Regions from separate parts of the Manis pentadactyla genome. Here region 1 is linked to region 2. A link is a contact called in public Hi-C data. All regions are on one chromosome and are shown on one strand. The core of a region is the stretch at or near the end of the contact, and the rest is flanking DNA. Distances in the headings are between cores, read along the strand shown.

Region 1 (6,263 bases), core at 2,141-4,640, 320 kb after region 2:
AGCAGTGGCCCACCCCAGCTCATTCTTTTCCACCTCAGGAATTTTGCTTGATTTGTGGCAGTCGGCTCAGCCCTTGGGCAGGAGCCCCTGGAAACACAGGGGACATGGATAAGTTCTCAAGTTCTCTGCCCAGAAGGCAAATGCAGAGAAACTTCCAGCACATTCCCCCGGAAGGTCTGGGCCTTTACTGGCCACGGTGTTGACTATCCTGACAATGCATATTTTATGGGCTGTCCCTACCCCCGCCAGCAACCTGGGATCCCTCACACATCAACCACCTGCTCTCACCTCTCAGGCTCTGCTCCCAGGGGATCCCACCTGTGACCTGCCCTTGTCCTCGGGCCAGCCCCACTTGCAGCCTTGTGATGGGGGACCCAGACCCCCACACACACATGCGCACACCCCACATGCCCCATGTGTGCCACACACCTGTACCACATGCACACACACCATGTACACACAGGGGCACATGCACACACACACTCACTCCCTGACCCCACCCAGACTTGGTGTAGAGTCAGGGCCCTGGGCTATAAGCAATAATTACATTTGATTGTTTTAGTCTGTTCAGGCTGCCCTGACAAGATGCCTCAGACTAGGTGGCTTATAAAACAGAAACCTATTTCTCACAGGTCTGGAGGCAGAAAGTCCAAGAACAGGCGCCAGTATGGTCAGGTTCTGTCGAGAGCCCTCTTCCTGGATCCCAGACGCTGTCTTCTGGCTGTGTCCTCACATGGCCGGAGGGGGAGCTCTCTGGGTAAGGGCACTGATCCCACTCGTAAGGGCCCCACCCTCCTGCCCTGACCACCTCCCAAAGGCCCCACCCAGTACCATCACCTTGGGGCTGAGGGCTTCAACAGGCAGATTTGGGGGGCATGTGAACCTTCAGCCCAGAGCAGGGACCCTACCAAGGGCCCGGCTGCCAGAGGAACTCCTCTTGGAGCTTTGCCCTCACCGTAAATGTGGAATCTTCACCAGGCCCCAGAGCTGCCGGGCCATGGCCGCACTGGCTAGGGGCTGAAGTCCTGACCTCCCTGCTATTGGTGACACCGCTCAGCAACCTGGCCAGGTCCAGGCTCCTTCCTGCATTGCCTGCCCCACTGGCCCAGGAGCCAGGACGGGTGTGCTGAGAGTCTCCCAGGCTCCCGGTGCGGAGTGCCTGCAGCGGCTGGAACCCCGGAGTGTCCTTCTCCCACCCATGAGGGCCACACCATACCTGCACCCGCAAGTCCAGCTGCCTCCAGATGCCCCCCAAACCTGCGTGTGGCACACAGGCCCTCAGGAAATATCCACCAGATACAGCAAGGATGGGGGCAGTGGGGGCTGGGCTCACAGCTCTCCACGGGGCTCAGCCTCTGTCCCAGCATGAGGGGAGGAGCCCCTGCGAGGGGGGATGTAGGCTGGGGGGCAGGCCAAGGGGCCTCACTGGACAGTGCCCTCTTGGGCGGCCACGCAGGGGCTGGGGAAATGAGGTGCCGATGCCAGGCCAGACGCTCCCAGGGCCCAGCCGCACTCCCCGAAGCTGGGGATGGCTCAGAGAAGTCCACACTGGCCGGGAGGCTTGGCTCAGGAGGCTAGGACGACCCTGCTGCACCCTCGGCACAGAGCAGACCTCCCGTGCAGGAGGAGATGACACAGGACAGCTCAGGGAACACGGCCATCTCCCTCATCTTGGTACACAGTCCTGCCTCACTCATCCACCTGGGACATGAGCTGTGGCCGCGGGCTTGCCCTTCAGTTTCAGCTACCCGAATCCAGGCACTCACCTGCACCCGGCCTGGAAGCTTTCGTGGCCCCCCATGCCTGCGCTCACAGAAGGGGAGAGATGGGGGAGAGTGGCCCTGCTCCTGTGAGTGGCACTGGTCAGGGGCCCCCGCGTGTCCCAGGGGAGTGAGCTAGCTGCTCCAGGTGCTCTCCTGCAGCTCACTCCCTAGAACACCAGCAGCCTCCGGGACAGCACCTGGCCTCATGTGAGGGTGCGGGGTGAACTGGAGAAGATGCCCAGCCTGAGGACTGGCCCCAGCACCTGCCCCCCCCACCTACCTCTGTTCCCCCTGCCTATCACCATAGCCTGGACCTGGCACTGTCCTTGGACATCACCTTCACCACGGCCCTGTCCCAAGGTTTCCCTGCCCAGGCCAGCTAACCCACACTGGCCCTAATACATCTGTGTGCCCCAGGCAAGTGCCTGCTCTTTCCAGGCCTCAGTTTCCCCAACTGTGTAAGCTACAGGCTAGACTTGTTTTTACTTGTCCAGTCTTCTGGAAACAGCCGTCAGGGAATGCACAGAGCAGCACGCTACTCCATCCTTCCTCGGGGTCGACACAGGGCCAACTGCACACCCAGCTCCAGGAGGGCAACACCCAGGCCTGTGGTTCTCACTGTCCAGGTCTGCAGAAATGCCCTAAGCCAAGCATCTTGGCTCATGCACAGCAGCCCTGGGCTCCCTCGGAACCCGGAGGAGGTGTGCTCCCACTGCTGCTGGGGACTATGCCACCACAGAGGGGCTGGGGGCAGGGGGAAGTGGATTTCTATTCATATTGTTTAAGCACCTGGTTCAAGCTATTTCTGAAAGCACCCTACCTATGTTCGCTTTTTAAAAAATGCTTCATGAGCCAATAAACTGTTTTTGCTTAAGCTAGTTAGGTTTCCTGCCACATCTCATCAGGCAGGCCCTGGCTAAAACAGGGCACAGGTGTCCTGACCACTGCAATGGAGCAAACCTGGAAAGTTTTGATGTCCAGGTGGCACCACTGAGGAGGCTTGCAGGATGATGTTCAGGCCCCAACATCATTCTAAGAGTGAACTAGCACACAGTTATTCTCTGGGTGCCCCAGGGTCTTCAGAGTGGTGATCCACCCTCCCCAAGGGAGCAATTCCTGGGCCCACGCCACAGAGGGCACGGAGCAGTGGGAAGGGTAGGGGGTTGTGTGCAGTCTTCCCTGTCCCCCTGAAGCCCACCCGTGCCCACAGGACTCAGGACACACACCACTGCTGGGTGGCCGCTGCAGGAGAGCCCAGAGGAGTGACCAGGGCCAGCCTTGAAGAAAGGGGGTGAACTGGGTCCTAGGGCTCCAGGGCTTTCCCAGGTGAGGGAGACGGTAGGGTGCAGAGTCCGGCAGCAGCCACGCTGAGGGGGACAGCGTGCAATGCTCCTAGTGGGTCCCAGCTACCTGGGTGGGAGGCGAGCTGCAGCGGAGGGCCCGGAACGCAGGCCTGGAAGTATGGCCTTGACCCAGAGGACGGTGTGCAGAGCCACGCCGGGTGTGCGAAGCCGCGGGAGCAGAGCAGGGACTGAGCCGCGCAGCGGGGGTGCCCACGGCCCCACCCGCGCCCGCCCGCGCTCCTCCGTGAGGCCGCGAGGGGGCGCCGCGCCGCGCCGCGCCGGGAACGACCTCCAGCGCACAGCGGGCTGCGCCTGGGAGCGGCGCCGGCAACGGGCGGCGGGCGGCGGGCAGCGCCCCAGGTCGGCGGCCCCGCGGCTCGCAGCCGGCGCGGCAGGGGCTGCCCACGGGCCGGGCCCGGGGTCCGGGCGCGCCGGGAGCCGGTGAGTGGGGGCGCGGCCGGGCGGGACGAGGGCGCTGCGGCCAAGGGCGCGAGGCTGCGGGCTCTGGGGAGGGGCTGCAGGCGGCGGCGGCGGGGCGGGGTATTTGGTGCGGGGTAGTTGGTGCGGGGCAGGCGCGCCGCGGAGGTGCAGGCGGCGAGCCGGCGGGGACGGCGGGCGTCCGGGCAGCTGCGCGGGGACGCGCGGGCCTGACCCCGGGCACAGGTGCGCGCGCGGGTGGCCCTGTGCGCTGCCGGCGGGCCCGGGAGGCGCGGCCGCCGGGTGGGCTGCGGGGCAGGTGGACGCGGGAGGAGGCTGCGGGGTGCATGCGCCAGGGCAGTGGCGGGGAGGAGACCCGCGGGGGACACACCCCCGGGCGCCCGCCGCGCCCCGAGGCCGGCTGTGCAGCGCGCCCCTCGCCACCCCACTCTGGGTCTTCAGCCGCTCAGGCGGCAGGAAGAGTCCAGCCGAGACCCAAGCACCCCCCACCGCCTGCACTGGGCCTCAGCTTCCCGGTCTCTGAAATGGGAGTAGCAAGGCGGCCCCGCCGGGTGCTTGGGAAGAAGGGGAAGAGCCTTGATCCTGAGAAGAGGGTGTTGTCTCTGAAGCTGGGTGGGATTGAGGAGAGGGTCAGTGAGAGCCATCGGAGAGCCTGCGGGGTCAGCCGGGGCCTCTGGGTGTGTCCCTCACGGAGTGACGGCGGGCAGGGGCCGGAGACCCCTAGTCCACTCCTCCCTGTGCTCAGGTGGGCGTCCTGGAGGGGAGAGGCGCGGGCACGCTCCTGTCCCTGCCCCATGCTCGGCGTGCGGCGGCAGCTTGGGGGGTAAGGGGCTCCCCCCAGCCCCACCCTCTGGCCCCCGGTCGCTGAGGCAGATGTTCTGAGCTTCTGGAGCTGCGTCGTGCCTTGGGGAAGTGCACCGGCCCAGCAGGTGCTGTGTCCCCATCTTAAGGTTGGTGTACTTAGGCTTAGTGGGTGACAGGACCTGTCAAGGTCTCAGGACAGGGAAGCGGCAAAGCTGGGGTTCTAACCCCAGTGCAACTCGCTCCAAAAGCGTACTCCGGCTGCTATGCCAGGCGACCAGGGCAGGCCTACGGTTGCCCACTCCCTCGGGGAGAGAGTTCACTGGGCGCCTACTGCGAGCGATCTGCTCCCCGCCCAGTAAGTGCTTACAAACCGGTGTGGGACAGAGAAGCTGAACAAGTAATCAGAGGAAAAGCCGAAGTTCTTGCAGAGGATAAGAGGACTAGGAGGAAAATAAGACGGGGTAGTTGGGGTGGAAGAAGACTGGGTGGGGGTAAGAGCCTCAGCCTGGTGAGGGAGGGTGTCCCAGAGCAGTGACCCTCTCAGGCTGTGATGTAAATGGAAGAGCAGAGCCAAGGTTAAGGTCTGAGGGAATGGCAGGTGCAAAGGCCCTGAGGCAAGCTGGGGACGGGTAGGAGGAGCTGGTCAGAGCCAGTGAGGGGAGCTGGGTTTTCCTCTAAGCACAGTGGGCAGCCCCCAGAGGGTTCACAGTTTGAGTATGGTAAGGATGCCCCTGAGGGAGGTGGGGAGGATGGGGGGCAGGAGAGGGAGTGAGGAGGAGGCGGCTGGAGTCTGCCAGGGATTTTTGAGCACTCGGGGTCTCCTTCGAGGGACCAGCTGTGGTGGACAGGGAGCCTGGATTGGGCTCAAGCACTGCCCTGTGTCCTGCAGCCTCCTGGTGCCTGGCTGCCAATCTCCCACTTCCTGTGCTCAGCAGCAAGGAGGCGCCTGCGGGGAGTTCACAGAAACAGGCAGCATTCCACTGGGTGGTTGGACTGGGTGTTCAGTGAGTTTTTCATCCTTTTGACATGTCCCCATAAGTCTTTGAGCATTGTCCAGCTCTCACCTGTACTTTGACCCAGACCTAGAGTCAACCTTTTCTCCAAGAAGCCTTGGCACCTTTTAGCCAGGAGTGGGTTTTAGAAACCAGTACTGGCCATTAGATGTGCTCATTGCCACTTGGCATCATTGCTTCTAGGCCTTCTCAGTGGACTGAGTCAAGAAATCTTTTTTTTGAACTAAATATTTATATTATCATCTCCCTTCTCCAACAGTAAGAACTGGTTCCCCCAAAACAACAATATAAGTAGACATTTGCTTGATCCTATAATACACCCAAAATAGTTTCAGAACCACTACATTCAAACCACTGCCAATCAAAACTTACTAGGTCAAGTTCAGGGTTTCTTTGGGAGGCAGTCAGCCTGGTGTGAGTATGTTACCAATTCGATGAAGCATACTGAAGCACACTGTTAGCTTCATCTGTTTCTGTTTGCACATGATTTATTTTTTTGTTTTTTTTTTAGTTTTTATGATATAATTTTATTTTTTGAACCTGTAAAACATTTAATGGTTCCAAGGTGAAAACTATTAAAAAGCTGCACTGAGAAGTCTCAACCCCATCCCTGTGTCTTCCTCCTTGTTCTCACACCAGGGGTATCCATTTGAAATCATTTCTGGTTAATTCTTCCTGCATTTCTTTTGCACAATCCCCTTTATGCATTATCACAAAGTTAGCACACACAGCTCTTTTGCCCCTTGCTTATCTCAATTAAAAATATCTCTTGCCAGTCCAAGGAAATTTTCCTCATTCTTTTTTACAGCTGCATAGTACTCCAATGAGTGGCTGTATCATGGTTTATTCACTTAGTGTCCTATGGATGGACATGTGGCTGTTTCCAGGCCTTTGTTATTAAA
Region 2 (6,030 bases), core at 3,253-5,752:
AAAAGAAAACAAATGAACATGATGAACATAGAAATGGAAGAAATATGAAAAAAGATCAAATGGAGTCCTGGAGTTAAAAACTAAAATATCAGAAATGAAAATTTCACTGGAAGGGCTTAATAGCAGAAGAATAAAACAGGGAACCTGAAAAATATCAATAGAAACTGCCCAACTGAAGCACCCTAGGAAAAAAGGCTAGAAGGAAAATAAAACAATTTTTTAAATGGACAAAGGACTTGAACAGACATTTTGCCAAAGAGGATGTACAAATGGCCAATAAGCACATGAAAAGATGCTCAACATAACTATTAGGGAAATGTAAACCAAAACCACAATAAGATACCATCTGGAGCCCATCAGGATGGCTACTATTTGAAAAAGAAAAAAAAAAGCCAGAAAATATCAAGTGTTGCTGAGGATGTGGAAGAATCAGAACACTTGCGCAGTTTTGGCAGGAGTGTAAAATGGTGCAGCTACTGTGGAAACTGTTCCTCAAGAGAAATTAAAAATAGAACTACTATATGGTCCAGCAATTCCTTCAGGTATATACTCAAAGGAACTTAAGTCAGGGACTCAAAGAGATATTTGTAAACCCACATTCATAGCAGCACCATTCACAATAGTCAAGAAGTAGAAACAACCCAAGTGGACATCAATAGATCAATGGATAAACAAAATGTGGTATATACATACCATGAAATAATATTCAGTGTCAAAAGGAAGGACATTCTTGTCACATCTTAAAACATAGATGAATACTGGAGACATTATGCTAAGTGAAATAGGTCAGTTAATGAAAAGACAAATACTGTGTCCACATACAAGCAGTCAAATTCATACAGATAGAAAGTACAATGGTGGCTACCAAGGGTTGGGGACAAGGGGGATGGGGAGTTTAATGGGAACAAAATTTCAGTTTTGCAAAATGAAGATTGTTCTGGAGAAGATGGTAGTGATGGTAGCACAATGTGAATGTAACTAAATGCCACTGAACTGTACACTTAAAAATAGTTAAGATGGCATAAATTTCCTGTTGTGTGCATTTTACCACCATTTCTAAAAAGGAGGAAAATCTCGGGAAACTGTGGGATAATATCTAGTGGTCTAATACTCTTGTACTCGGAGTCCTAGAAGAGTGGATAAATAAGGACTTTTCAGATATTCAAAAGCTGAAAGAACTCTTCACGAGCAGACCCACACTCCAAAAATGTTGAAAGTTCAAGTCCTTCAGGCAGAAGAAAAATGATACCTGATGGCATTGTGATCAGAAATATATAATATATACAATATTTTTATTTTTATTTGAATGTCTTTAGAAAGATAAGTGACTGCTTAGACAAAAGTAATGACCATGGATTGTGGGGTTTATATTATGTACAAGTAAAATCACAACACTGGCCTAAACCTGAGTGGGGAGAATGGAGGTAAACTAGTGTAAGGTTTTATGTTTTATATTAGATATGAAGCAATACATTATCACCTGAAGGTAGACTGTTATGAGTTAAAGATGCACTACCTGATTTTTAAAAATAAATTTTGCAAAGAATAAACAAATTAGAAAATGAAGTATCAACATATGATTATCCTTACAATAGCATAAGGATATTAAATATGTATGAATAAATCTAACAGAAAATATCCAAGAATTCTCACAGAAAACAAGAGACCATTACAGGTAGAAATTAAAGCATTTCTAAAACCGGAGTGATATACCATGTTTATGGATTGGAAGAGGGTCAGTTTTCTCCAAATTTGTTATAGATTAAATACAACCCTAGTCAAATCCCAGCATATCATCTGTGTGTAAAAATTCACAAGATAAATCTAAAATGGAAATGGAAATATAAATTGTAAAGACTTTCAAGGTCACTTTTAAAGAATAAATCAGAAGGACCTTCCAGATATGGAGATTATTATATAGCTTTGGCATGATGATATCAGTACAAAAATAGGCAAGCCCCACAGACACCTACACAAAGCCCCCAAAATTATCCAAGCAATGTAGACTAATTTACAGCCAAAGTAGAACTAGAGAACAGTGTGGAAAGGATGGTCTTTTCATGAATAGTGACGGGACAATTAGATATCCTTTGAGGGAAAAAAAATACTGACTCCTCTGCTTCACACTATACAGAAACAATCACAGATGCCTGAAGATCTAAGTGTGAAAGATAAAACACTTGAAATTTGTAAATGATAAAATGTTGTAAATATCCTCATGACATCAAGGTTGAGAAAGATTTCTTTAAAATGTTAAAAATAGCACCAACCAAAAGGAAAATAATTCATAAGAGTTCTGCATCAAAATTAAGATCTTCTGTCTCCCCATCCCTTCTACCCTCAAAACAGGTACCAATTAAGAGACTGAAAAGTAAGATCCTGAATGGAGGGAGGATTTGTAGCACATTGTGTCCAAGCGTGTTTTCCAAAGATGGCTTCAGCAATATCTCCCATCCCACATGCTCTTCAGCAGTGTGACCTGGTCTCTCCCTATCCAAGAGCTGGAAACTATGTCCACCAGGCAGGCTGACACTTCTTTGAGACCATCTAGCTTCTACCTGGTTCTCCTGGGATGCTTAATCTGAGGAAGCCAGCTCAACCACCTTGAGACTGCTTTGCTGGAAAGGCCATGAATGAATAAGCCAACTGACAGCACCAGCTGAGCTCCCAGATGACAGCCGGCATCAACTGCCAGCTGTCCACCCCAGTCCAGCCTTTGGAAACCTGACAGCAACTACATGAGCCCCATGCCAGAACTATGCAGCCAAGCCCTTCTCAAATTCCTGACTCTCAAAAGCATAAGCTAAGTAAAATGGTTGCTGCTTTACACCACTACATTTTGGAGTAATTTGCTACAGAGCAATAGTACCAGAACTGGCAAAGGACTCATATCCAGAATATATAAGGAACTTCTATAAATCAATAAGGAGAAGACAATAGGCAGTAGTAAAGAACAAACATCTTGAAATCCAAATGGCCAATTATATAAATGTGTTTAATTAGGGAATTAGGGAAAAGCTAATGAAAACCATAATGAGATGCCACTGCAAACCAACTAGAATGGCTAAGTTAAAAAATCAAAACTGACAATACCATGTCATTGAAGGTATGGAGCACAGGGAACTAGTTACACAGCCGCAGAGTACAAAATGGTACAAATAATGAAAAGATAGCTGGCACTGTCTGCCATAGATGCAGATACACATCCTAGGACCTAGCAATTTCACTCCTAGACGCATACCTAGAGAATAGGGTATATGTACACCAAGAAACATACAAGTATGTTCATAGCAGCAGAAGCTGGAAACTAGTAACAACAAGACCTTCCATCAACAGCAGATGAACAAATACATTGTGGTTTTCACACAGTGGAAAGACTATAACAATGAATATGAGTGAAGGGTAGGTTATCTAAGTGCTATAGATAAATCTCACAAAAGATGCTGAGCAGAAGAATACATGTATATGGGAAGCATTCCATTTATATAATGTTTAAAAAGACAAGTAAAATATGTATTTGAGTAATGACAAGATACGGAAAAGCAGGGATATGATAAAGTCAGGATTTGGGGTTTAGGGAGGATTTTGTGATGGGAAAGGGGGATAGCGTCTGGAAAGCTAGTGCCATTCTATTTTCCTTGATCTAAGGGTGGAAACAGGTTTAAAATTTACATTGGCATATACTGTCTACATGTGTGTAACATCTATTTTTTAATTTTAAAACCAAAAACAAATTGGAAAATCAATATATAGTTGAAAATGAATCTAACTTTACTATTTAGTTGCCTAGTTTCTCCAACTTTATTTATTAAATCATTATACTATTTGCAGTGATATGTGATTCCAGCTTTAAAATATATTCAGTTCTTACTTGCGCCTGAGAATTGGTAATGGTTGTTATCAACAATCCGGGCTTGGTTTCTGGCAAGAATGAGTGGACTTTTGCTGAGGTCGGGGGATGGGAAAAACTGAATGAAGTAGAACAAAAGCAGGGAAGGGAGGCTGCGAAAATCATCGTCATGGGACTTATTTTCAAATAGGAAAATTGCAGAGACAGAACTGAAAAGAGAAAGGAAATCCATGAGAGGGTTGCCAAGTCAGATAGTGAAGTGTCCCCTGATACAAGGACTGATGAATGAGCTCAGAACAAAACTATTTGGGGGAGATCTAAAGAGGCCATGACTTTAGGGTGGGGGCTGGTTACACTGGGTGCGGGCCTGCGCAGGGTACAGCCTCCATCCACACCTGGTAGGTGATAAGATGGAGTTTGCCGCATGTCCTCAACCATTTCACATACTGGTATTTTTAAGTAATAGGCATTGCTTTTTTTCTTACTTTAAAGGTAGTTTTTATCGGCTAAAGGAAATTACAGAAAAATACGGTCTGGCACATTCTGTGCAACCTTGACTGCGAGGTCCATTCCCTAAAATCGCAGTGGGGACTGGTGCTTTACCCATCTACGCCCGCCCGCAGCGGCTGGCGACTTAAAGGCCGCAGGGGACGCGTGCGGGGGTTCACCGACCAGCCTCCCGCCGCGGGGCACAACGGGCACCTCGCCGCCCGCGGCCCCGGCTGGGGGCGGAGCTGGAAGTGTGGGGGGCGGCCCGAGCGCCTGGCCCCGCCCAGGCCCCGCCCAGGCCGCGCGCCCACACTCCGAGCCCCGAGCGCCGCCGCGCAGGTCGGACCCGCGCCGCAGCGGCCGGAGATGCAGCGGGGCGCCGCCCTGTGCCTGCGCCTGTGGCTCTGCCTGGGACTCCTCGAGCGCGAGCGCGGTGAGCCCGCCGCCCGCCCGAGGGCGCGGCTGGCCGCGAGGGGGGTCGCTGTCCCGGGGCGAGCGGAGGGGCCGCACCGACGGGGAACGGGGTCCGGGGGCACCAAGAGAGGCAGGGCGGGGAGCCAAGGGTGCGGACGCCGGCCGGAGCACGGCGGGTCGGGCCAGGCCCCCGGGATGAGGAAAGGGCGGGCAGCGACTGCAGCCGGGTCAGGGACGGGGCGCCGGGCTGCAGCGCAGCGCAGGGATGGTGCTCGGGGTCCACCTCGCTCCTCCGCCCACGGCTCAGCGACCCTGGATCGGCCCCGTCGCGCCGCATCCTCATCCAGGATCCCTGGCTTGCTTGCTTACACGCTTCCCTAAGGAGTCCCCACGCCGAACCGGGCAGCCTGCGACCCGCGCGCACCAGGGACGGTCCCGGGCGCCAAGGCGGCAATCCCCGCCGGGCCGCAGACCGGGGTGCGCACTTCCCGACGCCTCGTCTGCGCTCGAGGTCGGTCCCCCAGAGGGCGCTACGGCGGGCGTCCACCTTCCACAGACCAAGGACTCCAGGGGACAGAGGTGGGGACCACGGGACATAGCGCCATGGCGCGGATTGCGCACAGGTGCGTTTTGGACCTTTAGGTGAATCTCGGATAGGCAACTCGTGAGCGACCCGCGTGGCAGAAGAGGCAGAAGGCCGACCTCCCTCTTTTCGACGGGGCAGGAGCCCTGAGGGCCGAGCTCAGGAGCCTGGCGCAGAAGGCAGGGGCCACCACGAAAGGGTCTCAAACACAGGAGAGGCAGGGTCCGGTTGCGTCGGGAACAAGCCCGGAGGTGCGGCTGTTGAACTGGAGAAAATGGAGCGCGGGACGTAAGGGAGGGAGTAGAGAGAGAACTGTAGTGAATGGGGCTTCAAGGATGAAGTCAGGAGTGGAGAGGATGGGCTGGAAGTCTACGGCAAGATCTAGTGAGTGACCCTGGAAATCAGAGGGTGGAGGGAGGGTTGTGGACCCCGCGTGGCTGGGGAAGGAGTGTGGGAGGCCTGAAGGGAGAGATGGGGACCTTGCTTTTTGAGTGCTGTGGGCCCTGAGTACTGGCTTTACATGCTTCATCATTTAATCCTCACAAAGGCACATTAGACCCATTTTACAGATGGGGAAGCTTAACCCAAGGTCATTTGCATCTTCCCCAAGGTTCCCAGGAGGTCAGTAGTGAGGAGAGTGGCCCGTACAGGTCTGTGGGATAGCAGGACCCTGTTCTCGGAGCCTTCACAGGCT

The links. Hi-C and Micro-C count contacts between places; a contact is called where the count stands out from the background.
Region 1: a contact with region 2 is called in a Hi-C map of fibroblasts, with 2.4 times the contacts expected there. The contact joins the promoter of RASGEF1C here to the promoter of FLT4 in region 2. A contact is called at or near these places in 2 of 3 Hi-C or Micro-C datasets (fibroblasts and skin fibroblasts).

The regions. Positions count from the first base shown.
Region 1 is chr13:58,639,190-58,645,452 of mManPen7.hap1, forward strand. RASGEF1C (RasGEF domain family member 1C) reads left to right here and starts at 3,391. Exons shown (of 14, transcript XM_036917838.2): 1 at 3,391-3,547.
Region 2 is chr13:58,313,440-58,319,469 of mManPen7.hap1, forward strand. FLT4 (fms related receptor tyrosine kinase 4) reads left to right here and starts at 4,503. Exons shown (of 31, transcript XM_057490385.1): 1 at 4,503-4,772. The coding sequence starts at 4,706.